Linked DNA regions of Sus scrofa: regions 1, 3, 4 and 5 are each linked to region 2. Evidence: chromatin contacts called from public Hi-C, HiChIP or PLAC-seq and promoter capture Hi-C data. All regions are on one chromosome and are shown on one strand. The core of a region is the stretch at or near the end of the contact, and the rest is flanking DNA. Distances in the headings are between cores, read along the strand shown.

Region 1 (2,842 bases), core at 76-2,575, 550 kb after region 2:
AGCCACCTGTGACTGCTCCCAAAGCCTCTGAAGGCAGTTTCCATAGCACCCTCTACTCGCCCCCATCACAGCATGACCTCCCTTGGCCCTAATATCAACCTCCCACTACGGCAGTACCATTTCCTTACCTGCCTCCCCTTTAGACCAAGGCGGTCAAGGACAGGGAATATGTCTTATTAGCTTCTGTATCTCTGGAACCTAACACACAGTCAGCTCTTAATAAATGTTACATGAATAGTAACTGAAAAGGTCTTACTGTACCTCGTTGTTTTAAAATCGATTTTAATGACTGTTAAATCTTTTAGCACTTTCTAAGTGTATCTAACAAAAGCAATTTTAAAATGCACAATAAAATGATAAATTCCAGCAATAGGACTGTGCCAGAGCTCAGGTTCTGAAAGGGAGCAGGACGATGGGCGCCGGGGCGAGAGGTGGGGGGGGTCGAGGGGTGGAGGGGGCCCCGAGAGGTGGTGGTGGGGGAAGGGATCTTAAGGACTGAAATTCTTGCCCTAGCCCTGAAATCCTAACATCTCTAACTTATTTGCTCACTGTCAAGAGCCAGACAATTCAGTTAATGGAAACGTGGAGCTTATAATGCAATCAAACCTGGTCATAGGACCAAACCACTAACAACTACGAGATGTGATGTCCACGCTCCTTTACTCTTAATAACGTGGCCGGCTGGGAGGGCCAACTTTCCAAATCTCTGCCCTTCTCCATCCTTCACTTCCTCTTCTAGTTACTGAAGACTCAGCTAAATGGTACATGTTTTTCCCCCCAATCTGGTGCAGCTGCTGATTGCAGACTCCGAGGACTCGCAGCGTCTCTCGTGCGCCCCCGCGCGGCTGTCTGTGGTTTCGCAGGTTGCCGCCGGGAGGGACGCACTTGGAGTCTAAAGTGAGCAAGTTTGGGTGCAAGTGACCCTGAGCCAGGCTTTCATTTCTAGCCTTTGCAGGTGAAAGAGTATCAACCTGCCAGTGAAGCACGTGTCCTGACCTCACTGCGTTCGGCAAACCAAATGCCTGGCAAACTTCCCTGGTTAAAATCCTCCCATGTCTCTAGAAAACCAGTGTTTTAAGGAAAGGTTTGAACAGAGTAATTATATTTCCATTATGGACATAAAACTCCGAAGCTTTGGGAGAGTCCCGGTGGTGTTTCAGACGAGTCCTTGATCCTCCGCTTTGATTTTTAAGCCACATTTAATTGAGGCATCTTTGTCTAATGTTAATACAGAATGGCTCTGTGAAGCAAGGACATTGCCTACTGAGCAGTCAGGCCACTTCCGGGAAGGAGTGTGTGTTGGGGTGGGGGTGAGGGGAGTCCTCCAGCTCCCTAGGGAAACAGGAAACCCCACCTCTACCCTCTGCGTTGGTCAGAAGCAAGCATTGTAGCCTTCCCAATCCTGGAAACAAAACGTTTCCATTTAATTCATGGGTCACAACTGGGCTATCTGGACCTGGTGACCGCATTCTGTCTGACAAACAGAAAAGGAGTCTGTCTCAGAGCAGAGGGGGAAATGGTTTGGCAGAGTCGGTGTGATCCCACTTCCTTCTTTGTGTGACCTTGAGCAGGTTTCTAATTTATTTGATTATTAGTTTCCACCTTTTGTAAACGGTGAGGACAATAAAATCTATCCTTAAGGATTGTGAAGATGCATTGGGTCTCCCCCCAATATTCTCTTATGCAAAATTTCAAACATTCAGCAAAGCTGAAAAATTTCAGAGAACATCCACCACCAAGACTGTCATTAACATTTTACTAGACTTGTATTATCACACAGCTATCCATGTATCCATCCATCTATTCATCCGTGAAGACTTTCTTTTAAAAGATACATTTCAAAGTAAAGCACAGAGAGATTTAAAAAATTGTATCTGGTACAGTGCCTGGCCACATGTTTCAATTCAACAAATATTTGAACATTTAGTTTGTGCCAGGAAATATGCTAGGTGCTGGGGGTACAAGTGGGAAACTTTGTCCTTAAGGTGTTCAGAATTTGGCATGAATAAGAGAGAGAGTTTAACAGTTGCCAACTTTCTTATAGTTGATAGCATAGGGAAGCTCCACAGTTGACCCCAAAAAGAGGAGAGAGACTTAACAAGATATGTGAAGTCAGGGAAGTCTTCCTGGAGGAAGTGACTTTTTCAAAAGAGACTCTGTGTGATGTGCACTTAAACTAGCTTTACTCTACACCCCAGGATGGTGAATTAACACTGAGGTTGTACCCCAAATAGGAATCTTATGTCCAAAAAGTGGATAATTAGCATCTAACACCACATGCTTCTAGAATGTCTTCAATAGCGATGGAAAGATATTATACTCTTGGGATGGCTCCACACATCAACATCAAAAATTAAAAGGTTCATTAATTATCTTAAGGGTAATTTCTTTCTTTTTTGTCTTTTTTGTTGTTGTTGTTGTTGTCTTTTTTTTAGGGCCGCACCTGTGGCTTTTTTTTTTTTTTCTTTTCCTTTTATTTAAAGGCTTGCAGCATATATAAGTTCTCAGGCCAGGGGTCCAATTGGAGCTGCTGGCCTACACCACAACCACCACAGCACCAGATCCAAGCTGTATCTGTGAACTACAATGCAGCTTGCTGCAATGCCGGATCCTTAACCCACTGATTGAGGCCAGGGATCAAACCCACATCCTCATGGAGACAACATCAGGTCCTTAACCTGCTGACCCACAACAGGAACTCCTTAAGGGTAATTATCAGGCGAAGTGAATGTGTACACGATCTGCTGTTGGTAAGAGGATGGAAGCGGCACTGTCCCCACTCTTGCTTGAATAGGAACTGGTGATCTAAAGCCAGCACCTTCAAGGGGCCTTCTGGGTTGAG
Region 2 (2,777 bases), core at 39-2,538:
GTTTTTTAAACTATTTTTACTAAACTATAAAATTCCTTCTATTGGTTATTTTTTAACATTAAACAGTTCCCAAAATTTTACAGTGAAAGAATTGATAATTAATTCAATATAGCATCAGATTACTGGACTAATTAGAAACTCTTCCTCGTTCAGGGAAGACACTTTATTATTTTGCAAATTGGTATATACATAGACTTTACCTTCCAAAGCTTTTTCAATCCCTTTGGGTAATTTCAATGACTCACTAATTACAAATCATAAACAAGGGAGGAAAGGCATTCCCTTGTGTCTATCTATTAACTGATACAAAAATCATTGCACAAACCTCCACTGGGGACATATGCCTGAAGTAGGAAAAAAGAAAAAAAAAATCTCAGTTAAGATACGAAGAGCTGTAGGAGGAGGTATTCTCCACTAACGCAGGGTAGCAGCGAACCCCCTGCGAGAAAATAATCAATACAAAACGAAAATGTAAGCCAAAGAAATCTTAAGAAATATAAACTCAGTAAGTAGAGTCACGCTTAGCTAATCATTGGCGATCACTCTCCCATTCATCAGTTATCCTAAGAACGCAGATGAACCTCCAACCTAAAAAGCCCTTACATGTAGATAGAGGTGGAAGCGCTCAGGCTAAAAACCAAATAAAGTGACTGAACGTTAAGGTCTGGATGGAAAAGCATTTAGATATTCAGGCAAGTGTTATCAGAGTATGAATTAGTAAGAAGGGCCAAAAAAGGGATAAAGGAGTTAGGAATGAGAACACTGAGATCTTGAGCGTCTAATTTGTTTTCTTTCTTTTCTTTTAGATGGAGAGAAATAGGGAAGAAGTTAAATGGATGAGCTTAGGAGACAAGAGATCGTGCCTGAAACAAGAAAGAAAAGCTTCCAAAGAGAGGGCAACAGCTGCCCACAGGAAGGCTTAAGGTTTGTCAGTTCTGGATCTCAGGAAGAGTGAGGAGTCAGAAAACAAATGACACTAGACAGGAGCAGATGAGGGAGGCGCCAAATTCTGAAAGCCTACACGGTCTGCCACAGGGTCTCCAGTGAGTGCAAGGCCCCCCAAGAAACCTGGTCATTCGGGGACCAGAGACACTAAGCCCCAACCTTCTCCTGACTCCGCTAGCCTCAAGTCGACCCCTCACCGAAAACAGAACTGGAGAAGTGTAAACAATGTGTAGGAGCCACCAACCCGGGAAATGTTCCAGCTCTAGCAGCAGCCGCCAGAAGAGCTGCCAGCAAAAACGCAGACACTCCAACCTCTGCGCCGCAGCCACAGGCACCTCGAGCTTCCCGGCCACCGTAGTAAGAGGAACGCCCCACCCCCTCCTTCAAACCCAGCAGGACAGCCACTTCCGGGGCACTCAAGCTTACAGACTGGCGACAGCAATAGCAGGCGTCACCAGGCCCCTGGTTCGTTTACTTTGTCCATCCTTTTTCGCCCCGTTCACTACGTCAGACCATAAATCACCAATATAGCAAGGACAGAACCAAAGTATCCGTCTCTAAGCGGTGCCCGTGATAGACAAACTGCGTTATGCCCACCATGAGTTCCTATTGAACTGGACTTCAACTCCCAGCAGGCCATGCAATACCACGCCCCTCCCGCGCGGGACTACAAGATCCAGCATGCCCTGCGCCTCTTATTCCTCACTCCGCCCCTGACACCCGAAAACTCAAAGTGCGATTGCGGAGAATTTGTTAAATCCGTTGGACTAATGTACTCTTTTCTACCAAGCCCCACTTTGATTAAAAAAAAAAAAAAAACGGTATTCCGTCTTATCCTTTTGTGAAGTTACTCATAAACCAAGCTACAGTTGGAACTGTAGGTAAATTCTTGTAAAACATTAAGGAATATGTATACTTATTTTCCACATTCAGATTATTTTCTAGAATTGAAACCCAGGACAGTCTGCAAAGGCTTCTTACGAAATGGAAATTTCCATCCTTCCTCATAAGCGGTTTTGAGAGAAATACAAATTATTGCAAAGTTTGATCCTGTTTTGTCTTTGCAGTACCACCGGATTGTACTGGAACAAGGCTGCTAGACATGCTTCTGAATTGCATAGGAAATTATAATAAAAACTGGAAGCAAAAAATTAACATTCTGCACTACTGGACTATGGAACCATGTGGGAAAGAAAATCTTTCAGAATGCAAAGTTGAAAAGTTCAAAATTAGATTTGAGGAGTTCCTGTCCTGGCTCAGTGGTTAACGAATCCGACTAGGAAGATGAGGTTGTGGGTTCGGTCCTTGGCCTTGCTCAGTGGGTTAGGGAGCCGGCGTTGCCGTGAGCTGTATGTAGTGTAGGTCATAGATGCGGCTCAGATCCTGCATAGCTGTAGCTCTGGCGTAGGCTGGCGGCTACAGCTCTGATTGGACCCCTAGCCTGGGAATCTCCATAGGCCGCGGGAGTGGCCCTAGAAAATGCAAAAAGACAAAAAAAAAAAAAAAAAAAAAAAAAAAAAAAAAAAACTAGATTTGAAAAGGTTCTGAATTTTTTATGTGTTTAATGGTTTGAATATTATTTTCTATTAATAATTTCTATTATTAGTCTGACAAAAACAGGTAACCACAACTATTTATTTTTGTTATATGATAGGGCAACCAAATAACCAATTACACAAAGCTGTAGCAAATGTAACATTTCTTTTCTTTTTTTTTTTTTTTTTTTTTTTTTTTTGTCTTTTGCCATTTCTAGAGCCGCTCCCGCGGCATATGGAAGTTCCCAGGCTAGGGGTCCAATCGGAGCTGTAGCCTCCAGCCTACGCCAGAGCCAC
Region 3 (2,700 bases), core at 15-2,514, 540 kb before region 2:
CGCGGGGCCCCCACCGATGATGTTCTCAATGCTGAACGACGGCCGCGCACTCGGCTCGGACTTAATGAGAGACGCCGTGGTGCCCGCCGTGCCCGCCGTGCCCGCGGCGGCCGCGGCGGCGCCCAAGCTGTTGAGCTGCAGCTGCAGGCCTGGGCCGAGCTGCGAGCCGAAGGCGGCCGCTTTCCGGCCCAGCTCGCCCGAGGGCAGCAGCGGCACGGCGGGCGGCAGAACCGGTGCTACGGGCGGCAGCGCGTATGGGTACTGGAGCGCCGCGGCCGCTGCCGCGGCTGCCGCGGCAGCCGGGTGCGAGTATGCGCCGGCCGCGGCCGCTGGGTGCAGGCCGTAGGGGCGGCCGTAGGGCCCCGCGGCGCCGGCCGCCGCCGCGAGGCTGTAGGCGCCGAAGCTCTGCATCATAAGCGCCGTCTGCTCGCGCAGGTGCTCCTGCTGGTGGCGCTTGAAGCGTTTCCGGCGCCGCAGGAAGCTGCCGTTGTCGAACATGTCCTCAGACTGCGGGTCCAGGGTCCAGTAGTTGCCCTTACCCGGGTTGCCCGGTTCGCGGGGAATCTTGACGAAGCAATCGTTCAGCGAGAGGTTGTGGCGGATGCTGTTTTGCCAGGCGGGGAACTTCTCCCGGTAGTAGGGGAAGCGGTTGCTGATGAACTCACAGATGCCGCTCAGGGTCAGCTTCTTCTGCGGGCTCTGCAGGATAGCCATAGTGATGAGCGCGATGTACGAGTAGGGCGGCTTCACCAGGCTGTTCTTGGGCTTGCTTGGGGCCAGGCCGCCCGCCGCACCACTGCCCGAGCCAGGCCCGCCGCCGGTCCCGCCGCCCTCCTCGCCGCCAACGCCGCCCTTGCAGCCGTCGGCCTCGGACGCGCCCGCCTCGCCCCCTGGCCCGGCCCCGGCTCCAGCCACCTCCTTGGGCAGTGCCAAGGGCTGCTGGTGCGGCGGCTGAGGCTGCCCATGGTGGGGTGCCGCCGGCGTCACCTCGTCCGCCTCGTCCAGGCGCAGCTCGGGCGGCCCCGCGGGGCTATCGCAGCCTGCGTCGCTGTCCTTCTCCTCCAGTCCGTCGTCGCCCTCACCCACCACATCGATGTCCACATCCTCGGCCGTCAGCACCGTCTGGCCGGACATGTCGCTGGCGCTGCCGCCGCCGGAGAGGGTCATCCCTCCTCGGGGGTGGTGGCGGCGGCGAGGAAAGAGCGGCGCGAGACGGGGGTCTTCAGGGGCTGCCGCCGACCTCAGGAAAGGGGTTTGGGGCGCCCCGGAAAGATGGGGGATTGGGAGAGCGGAGGGGGGCGTAGGTGGTTCCGGGCCCTCTCGGCTTGGCTCACACTTGGCAGCCCGGCATCGCGCGGCGCGGGCGCTGCCGTCCGCCCCCCGCGGCCGCGCTCCGCAAACTCCAGCTGTCCCTGGCGCTTGGTACTAGGGGCTTGCTGCCGCTCCCCGCCCCAGCGGCTTCTCCACGCCGCGCCCCCTTACTTCGCCCGCCTTCCTCGGCCTCTGGCCGGACGTGGGGAGCAGGGGCGGTGCAGGCGGGCGCGGGACTCCGGGCGCCAAGCAGTTCGGGAGGGCCTGGGCAGGGGCAACAGGGGGAGGGGGAGTGTCAGGGACGCCGAAGCCCCCGTAGTCGAAAGTCCCGTTTTAAGGACTGGCCCTGATAGATTACTTTCTACTTAAAGATCCAGCAGGAGGCGGGGCCACGTGACCGTGCGTGACGTCAGGACAGCGGCGGAGCCGGCCAAACTCAAGTTGGTTCTGAGAATTGTCAACAAAGGAACGAGGGACACGCAACTCTGCGCCGCACCGTGCGCTAGCATCCCGCGGGTCCCGAGGGCGTCCCGGCACACCCCGAGACCCTATCCTAGGCTGGAACCCAGCGCGGGGGTCGAGGGGGCCTGTGGGTGTGAGTGTGGGTGGGTGCGTGTGAGTCAGGGTGTGGGTTTGGAAGCATCTGCCGGACCCCTTGGCTCTGCTGCCCTGCCCTCCCGCCCTCTCTACCCCCCCCATCCTTTTGCCAACTCTCCCTAGTCAGGGATTGGGCTTAGACTGTAGAACAAGAGTCCTATCCCGTTTTCTTAAGAAAAACTTATAGTCTCTGTTTAGTTTTTTGTTTTTGTTTGATTCTTTTTAGCTCTAAAGAGTAAGGGCTGCACCCCACCTCTATCTTACTAATTAGATTTCGGAGGAACTCCTGCCACAGTGTTCAGTCGGCAGAAACACCTACTGAGAGGAGGCGCTCCTCCTCCCCCAAAGCCAAACCACCTCGTCCTGCCTTCGCTTTCCTGTCTCGATGTGGGCGTGTTTATATGTATATATATATACATACATATATTTTTTTTCCCGATCGTCCACACAGCGTCATCTGGGGTTCCCGAAGGTCAGAAAATGGCTATTGATTAATCTATTGGAATAGTTGCCGACAGAAATAAAAAAAAGACGTAAAATTACAGGGAACCTATAAATAAAGAAGCCGTAACTAGCTGCTCGGAGTTGTTAAACGACTTAGCATGTGAAAAAGTCGGGAATGAGGCGCTGGGGAAGGAGCCGGGATTGGCAGCGGCCTGGGTAAGTCGCCTGGGTCTGGGAAGAGGCTTTGGGCCTCTAGGTTAGACGCAGCGTCCGGGCTGGGATGGCAGAACCATGCGGGGAGCCGGCAGTGTGACTTCCCAGGCGCCCGGGCCCAGCCTCCTGGGAGCG
Region 4 (2,700 bases), core at 95-2,594, 690 kb before region 2:
AGAAACAGGTGGAGAAAAGGAAGCCGAACGGTGAGGGGCGGAGCAGGCGAAGGGGCAGAGACAGCGAACTGCTGGCTACCTAATTGCGGGTCACAAACGAGGAAACGCAGCCACTTCTCACCAACTCCGCGATCATCTCACCGCAGCAAAAAGGTTCTCTGCTGTCCTTTAATTACCATGGCAACTGCGCCTCTCTGCCACCGGAAACAAGATCCGGGGCACCTCCCAAAACAGTCCGGCTAGAAATCAAGGGACCGTTACTCCAGAGGGAACAGAGGTGGCTCTGTCTCTCTTCCTTAGGGGGCCGTTTTGGTCAGGTCGTGAGAGAGGGTACTGCGTTGCCCTGGCAGGGACCAGGTGTGGTCCTACCCGAAGACTCTTCTCGCCGCTTCCCGGCATACCCTGGGACCTCTTGTCGCAGGGAGACCGTTTCCGGCAGGCGGCATTGAGTGTGGCACAGGGTCGAGCTCCGGTCCGCTGCCGCTTTTCGGACTTCGGCGTTTCCTGTGTGCTTTCCGAGGAGATTGCTGGGCTGTTTAACCCAGCAGCGGGGGTGCGTCCCTGAATGTCAGAATGCCTTAGGTATCTCCTCCCCAGATGTCGCTGTGTGTTGGGCCTCTCAGTGGGCAAGAAGAGTAGATATTACGTGGCCCATTGACCTTTTCCCTGCTTTGGGGAGTGTAAATTTTCCTGCCGACAGTTCCTCGTCTTTTCGTTCCCCGAACCCACCTGTGTTTCTCTTCCAGCCATACTTATCCGGACTATTTGTCGACTTTAATTCTGATTTTCCAAGGCTTTTGACAGATTTTATATGCTGTGAGCTATACTTGGTGACGTATTGCTTGAAGTGATTCCAAAAATGGTTGACATAACGAGAATAAGACAGTAGATTGAAACACGCCGGATGATTTAATAAAGCACTTAAATGCCGGAATTCCCGTCGTGGCCCAGCGGAAGCAAATCCAACTAGGAACCATGAGGTTTGGGGTTCGACCCCTGGCCTTGCTCAGTGGGTTAAGGAACCGGCGTTGCTCTGGCTGTGGTGTAATCCAGAGGCTACAGCTGCGATTAGACCCCTAGCCTGGGAACCTCCATATGGCTCCAGTGCGGCCCTGAAAAGACCAAAAAAAAAAAAAGCACTTAAATGCCTTGATTGGTGTGGTGAGTTCATGTAAACTTGTGGCAGAACTCAAGGACTGAGTCCCAAGAGACCAGAATTCCAGCTCTCAACTGAAGAAGCTAAACAATTCTGGAAAAAGCTGTCCAATGTTGGACAAGTCACTTGTCATTTCCAGGCTTCAGTTTTCTTGCTTATCACTCCCCTATTGAAACTCTTTCTTTCTTTTCTTTCTTTCCTTTTTTTTTTTTTTTTTTTTTTTTTGAAGGTTGAAGGTCAGTAAAGAACTTTTTCTTTGGAGTGGAGGCGGATAATATATAACACATAAGATTCTCTGGCTGCCTTTTGTCACCAGGGTCGTTTAGGAACCTGCGCCTGTGCACTTTCAGAATAACTTATTTCTCTGTTATTTTCAGGTTTGGGTAAATACCAAGTAACAAAGGGTGGAGGGAAAGACATCTCTATCAAACAGGGCTTGACATGGAAGTGGAAATATTTGCAGAAATAATAACCTATCTATTTAATATTAAATTATGATTTGGTTAAGATGTTTAGCACGTTACCTACATTTTCTCATTGAATCCTAAAAACAGACCTTGGAAGGTAGGAGCTCCTGTTACCTCCTTAGAAGGTTGGTGCTCCTCTACTTTCCAGATGAGGAAACTCAGCATCTAATAAAATATCCTACACACAGGTATCAATAAATACATGTTTCATGAGTTCCCTTTGTGGCTCAGTGGTAATAAATCTGACTAGTAACCATGAGGATTTAGATTCAATCCCTGGCCTCATTCAGTGGGTTAAGGATCCAGAGTTGCCTGTGAGCTGTGGTGTAGACTGCAGGCACAGCTCAGATGTGGCATAGGCAGGCAGATCCTATCCTGTCGAGTAGGCTGGCAACTGCAGCTCCAATTCAACCCCTAGCCTGGGAACTTCCATATGCTGTGAGTACAGCCCTAAAAGGAAAAAAAAAAAAGGTGTTTCACTTATACCTTTAAAAGTTATGGATTATTGGAGTTCCTATTGTGGCTCAGCAGAATGAATCTGATTAGCATCCTTGAGGACGCAGGTTCAATCCCTGGCCTTGCTCAGTGGACTAAGGATCCGGTATTGTCCTGAGCTGTGGTGTAGGTGGCAGACACCGCTCAGATCCTGCGTTGCTGTGGCTGTGGTAGAGGCTGGCAACTGCAGCTCCAATTCGACCCCTAGCCTGGGAACCTCCATATGCTGTGGGTGTGGCACTAAAAAGAAAAAAAAAAAAAAGGAAAAAGTTACGGATTCTTGAAGCGGTTTTCCTTTTCCCAGAATTAAGCAAAAAGACTTGTCTCCCTCCTTTTGCACTAGAAAAATAACCTAGTTAGCTCTTATACAAAGCTGCAAGGATAATGTATCAAAAATCCCTGCCAAATAGGAATATGATGAAATTGGTGTGTGTTTGCTTAAAAGTAGTGATATTTCCTGAACTACGCTGCTGTTCTGCTATACATTGTAAAGAACTAAAAAAATAAATAAAATAAAAAACCTTAAATGTGGACGTTTTAGACAGCTATTTTCTTAACATATTAACAGGTACACGTTACATT
Region 5 (2,741 bases), core at 222-2,721, 780 kb before region 2:
AAAAAAAACAAAAACACAAAAAACACATTACTAAAGGGGATGAGTTCCAGAAGAGGTTGAGTATAAGTCAAATCTTATGTGAAACATAGAAAACTACAACAAAAACTCACTAGAAAACTTTTTTAAAACAGTGAGTGAACGTTCAGTCCCCATTTACCTACTTTATAAACCCACACTTTCGCATACGTCCTAGGTTTACTGAAAAATCTGCTTCAGTTTCACCTGAGTGGACGTGCCTAAAGTCAGTTAACATCCTCTAGCTGCGCAGGCGGCGGAGGAAGCAAAGGGTTGCGTTAATTTCCTGCCCTGCCACGACTGCTTACGGAAGAGCGCCCTTGGCCAGGCAGTTTCTGATCTAATGAAATTTCAGCTCCAGCCGCCTCTGTGGAACAGATCCAGAGACAACACCGGGAAAAGACGAGCCCTTTCAAAAGCCTGTGCCCCAGCAACCAGGCCGCCTAAGGGCAGAAGCTCGGTCCCAGCAAACCAGGGGATGGGGAACGAGGCTTGGTAACCGCCCCCTCGGATCTGCCCTTTGGACCGCTGAGGGGAGGGTGCCCAAAGCCTCCGGCTCGCAGCCAGCGGGAGGCTCCAGTCCCAGACCAGAATAGCCGGCATCCGGCGGGATGCAGGGGGTTCTGAGCAAAGCGGCGGCCTCTAACCTTTCCCGGCCAAGGCGACTGCCCTCTGCTCGGTAACTGTATCTTCGCCGGCAAGAAAGGTTAACGTAAATGTCAGAGGCCAGAACAGCAACGGGGGGGAGGGGAGAGAGGGAGGGGCAGGAGGCGGAGGGTCCGGCCTCCCAAGGTCAAGCCCAGCGCCTCGGCTCGCGCCCCGGGGGGCGGGGGGAGGATGGGAGGAGCGGTCAGAGGAGCGGCTCTGCCCCGCGGGGCGGCCCCTCTCCGGCCCGCGGCCCCGGGCGGGCAAGAGCGAGCGCGGAGGACGTGTGGGTGGAGACTGCGGCGGCCGCGCGCGGAAGTGGCCCCGCGGGAGCGAGGCAGGAGGCGGACGACGCCGGCGACCGAGGACGGGGCGCGTCCCTTACCCCGTTGGCGGCGGCGATGCGGACGATGAGCTGGATGGCCTCCTTCATGTAAAACCTGCCGTCCCCGCCCACCACCAGGGTGGCCTCCTGCCGATGCGCCGGCTCCACGGTGGAGATGATACTCTGGATGAAATTCTCCGCGTAGTTGGCGCTGCTCTGAAACACCTTCACCCGCTTCCGCAGCCCGCTCGTGCCCGGCTTCTGGTCTTGATACGCCTTGGTCTTAACGGTCACGATCTTCACCATGGTGGCGGTTTGCTTTCTGGGGCCGGAGCGGACTCTGCCAACCGGGGGACGGCCGGGACTGTGGCTGCGGCTGCTCTGGGGTGAGGGCGCGGACCGGGTCGGGGCAGCGGCAGCTCCCTCGGCCTTGCTCGTCCCTCCTCCTTAAAGGGACAGGGCCCTCCCTCCGCGGCCAGCCCACCTCCTTGCAGGTCGGAGAGGGAGGGGAATAGGGAGCGCCCACCCCTAGGCCTCGGGTGAGATGGGTGGAGCCTTTCGAGGTACCCTCCCCCCGGTAAACCAATCACTGTAAAGAGAAACCCGCAACGCCTCCCCTAAGTGAACGTGCGGAGCTTAGGGTAGGGACTGGGTCACAGGGCAAAGACTTTGAGACAGCGGGAAAAACAGAGACGGGACAGCCGGACTTAGAAGACTTAGGAAGCTTCCACTCACGACTATTTTCTATTTCGTGATGGTGTGAAAACAATAAGTATTCAGTAGTAACCGTACCTTTCATTTTGATTTTTGATCTTTTCCTGGGCTGGCACTATGCAGTACATGTTCTCTCCGTACCCTCAGACGCAGCTCGCGATCAGCCACCTGATCAGGAGGATAAAGAGTCCCATACACTTAGACCCATTCTGTACCCGTACCATTATTCTATTTTTCCCTTTCAGTACAGTGTTCGATAAATTACATGAGCTATTCAATACTTTTATTATAAAACAGGATTTGTGTTAGATGAATTTGCTTAACTGAAGGCTACAGTATTTTGAGCCCATTTAAGGTAAGCTCAGCTAAGCTACGGTGTTTGTAGGTTAGTGTTTTCCCCTTACGATATTTAGAACTTAGGATGGGTTTATCCAGAAGTAACCTCGTCCTAAGTGGAGGAAGATCTGTATGTTTTCCTGTGGTTTAGCTAGAGTTTCATGCGTAAATAACTTTATGGAAACACTTCTGAGGGATAAAAATGTCAGCCTTAGCCCGATTTTATGACTCCTTATTCTTTCTATTCTCTCTCTAAATATTAAGAGTATTTGTGTTAGAAAAAGGAGTCAACTCCAAAGGTCTGATTCAACCTACTACTTTTTACTGACAGACCACACACTTTATTTCCATTGGGTTTGCATACTAGGGTGGGCATACTAATAGGTAAGATTTATTGAATATAATGTTTCTGAAGTACAGGTTTTATTTTTTCCCTATTTTATGCTTGCAAAACTGAGAGACGAAAAATGACCTGTCACGGCCACAGAGATAAGTACTTGTAGGAGGCCAGCTCAGGTGGGTGTGGCTCCAAACCCAGGTCTCTTGCAATCATTTGCCTGCCTGTCACCAGATTTGAGAACTAGGAAATGTACAGGTAAGGCTTGATAAACGTATGTACAAATACAAGGTAAGGGTGAGTATTATTGCCATCAAAATAAGTCAGTTATTCATGCAGTAGAAAATTAGGGAAGAGATCAAAAAGGAC

What was found. Promoter capture Hi-C pulls out the DNA fragments that hold promoters and counts their contacts. A called contact is a pair of places that touch in the nucleus more often than the background predicts. HiChIP or PLAC-seq counts read pairs in DNA pulled down with a chosen protein or histone mark.
Region 1: a Hi-C map of liver shows a contact between it and region 2, with 3 times the contacts expected there. The contact joins the enhancer-like site here to the promoter of ATG4C in region 2. A contact is called at or near these places in 2 of 47 Hi-C or Micro-C datasets (embryonic fibroblasts and liver).
Region 3: a Hi-C map of skeletal muscle shows a contact between it and region 2, with 9 times the contacts expected there. The contact joins the promoter of FOXD3 here to the promoter of ATG4C in region 2. A contact is called at or near these places in 1 of 47 Hi-C or Micro-C datasets (skeletal muscle) and 1 of 2 datasets of contacts at active chromatin or transcription factors (alveolar macrophages).
Region 4: a contact with region 2 is called in a promoter capture Hi-C map of liver, with 13 times the contacts expected there. The contact joins the promoter of EFCAB7 here to the promoter of ATG4C in region 2. A contact is called at or near these places in 1 of 5 promoter capture datasets (liver), 3 of 47 Hi-C or Micro-C datasets (heart right ventricle and liver) and 2 of 2 datasets of contacts at active chromatin or transcription factors (alveolar macrophages and skeletal muscle).
Region 5: a contact with region 2 is called in an H3K27ac HiChIP or PLAC-seq map of alveolar macrophages. The contact joins the promoter of PGM1 here to the promoter of ATG4C in region 2. A contact is called at or near these places in 1 of 5 promoter capture datasets (liver), 2 of 47 Hi-C or Micro-C datasets (heart right ventricle and liver) and 1 of 2 datasets of contacts at active chromatin or transcription factors (alveolar macrophages).

The regions. Positions count from the first base shown.
Region 1 is chr6:150,238,391-150,241,232 of Sscrofa11.1, forward strand. No RefSeq gene overlaps it. Among named protein-coding and RNA genes, the nearest start is that of KANK4, 130 kb to the left of the region's middle. Within about 2 kb of position 1,326, at least 12 of the 83 cell types and tissues checked have an H3K27ac peak or open chromatin away from gene starts, as enhancers often do. A contact at or near this core is called in liver, where this site is marked.
Region 2 is chr6:149,690,626-149,693,402 of Sscrofa11.1, forward strand. ATG4C (autophagy related 4C cysteine peptidase) reads right to left here and starts at 1,289. Exons shown (of 11, transcript NM_001190284.1): 1 at 1,190-1,289.
Region 3 is chr6:149,154,312-149,157,011 of Sscrofa11.1, forward strand. FOXD3 (forkhead box protein D3) reads right to left here and starts at 1,265. Exons shown (of 2, transcript XM_021096543.1): 1 at 988-1,265; 2 at 1-699. The coding sequence starts at 1,167. It overlaps LOC110261215 (a long non-coding RNA gene), which reads left to right and starts at 1,711. Exons shown (of 5, transcript XR_002345162.1): 1 at 1,711-1,906; 2 at 2,360-2,568.
Region 4 is chr6:148,996,446-148,999,145 of Sscrofa11.1, forward strand. It overlaps EFCAB7 (EF-hand calcium-binding domain-containing protein 7), which reads right to left and starts at 1,345. Exons shown (of 14, transcript XM_013988883.2): 1 at 122-1,345. The coding sequence starts at 136.
Region 5 is chr6:148,911,966-148,914,706 of Sscrofa11.1, forward strand. It overlaps PGM1 (phosphoglucomutase 1), which reads right to left and starts at 1,472. Exons shown (of 12, transcript NM_001246318.1): 1 at 1,046-1,472. The coding sequence starts at 1,291.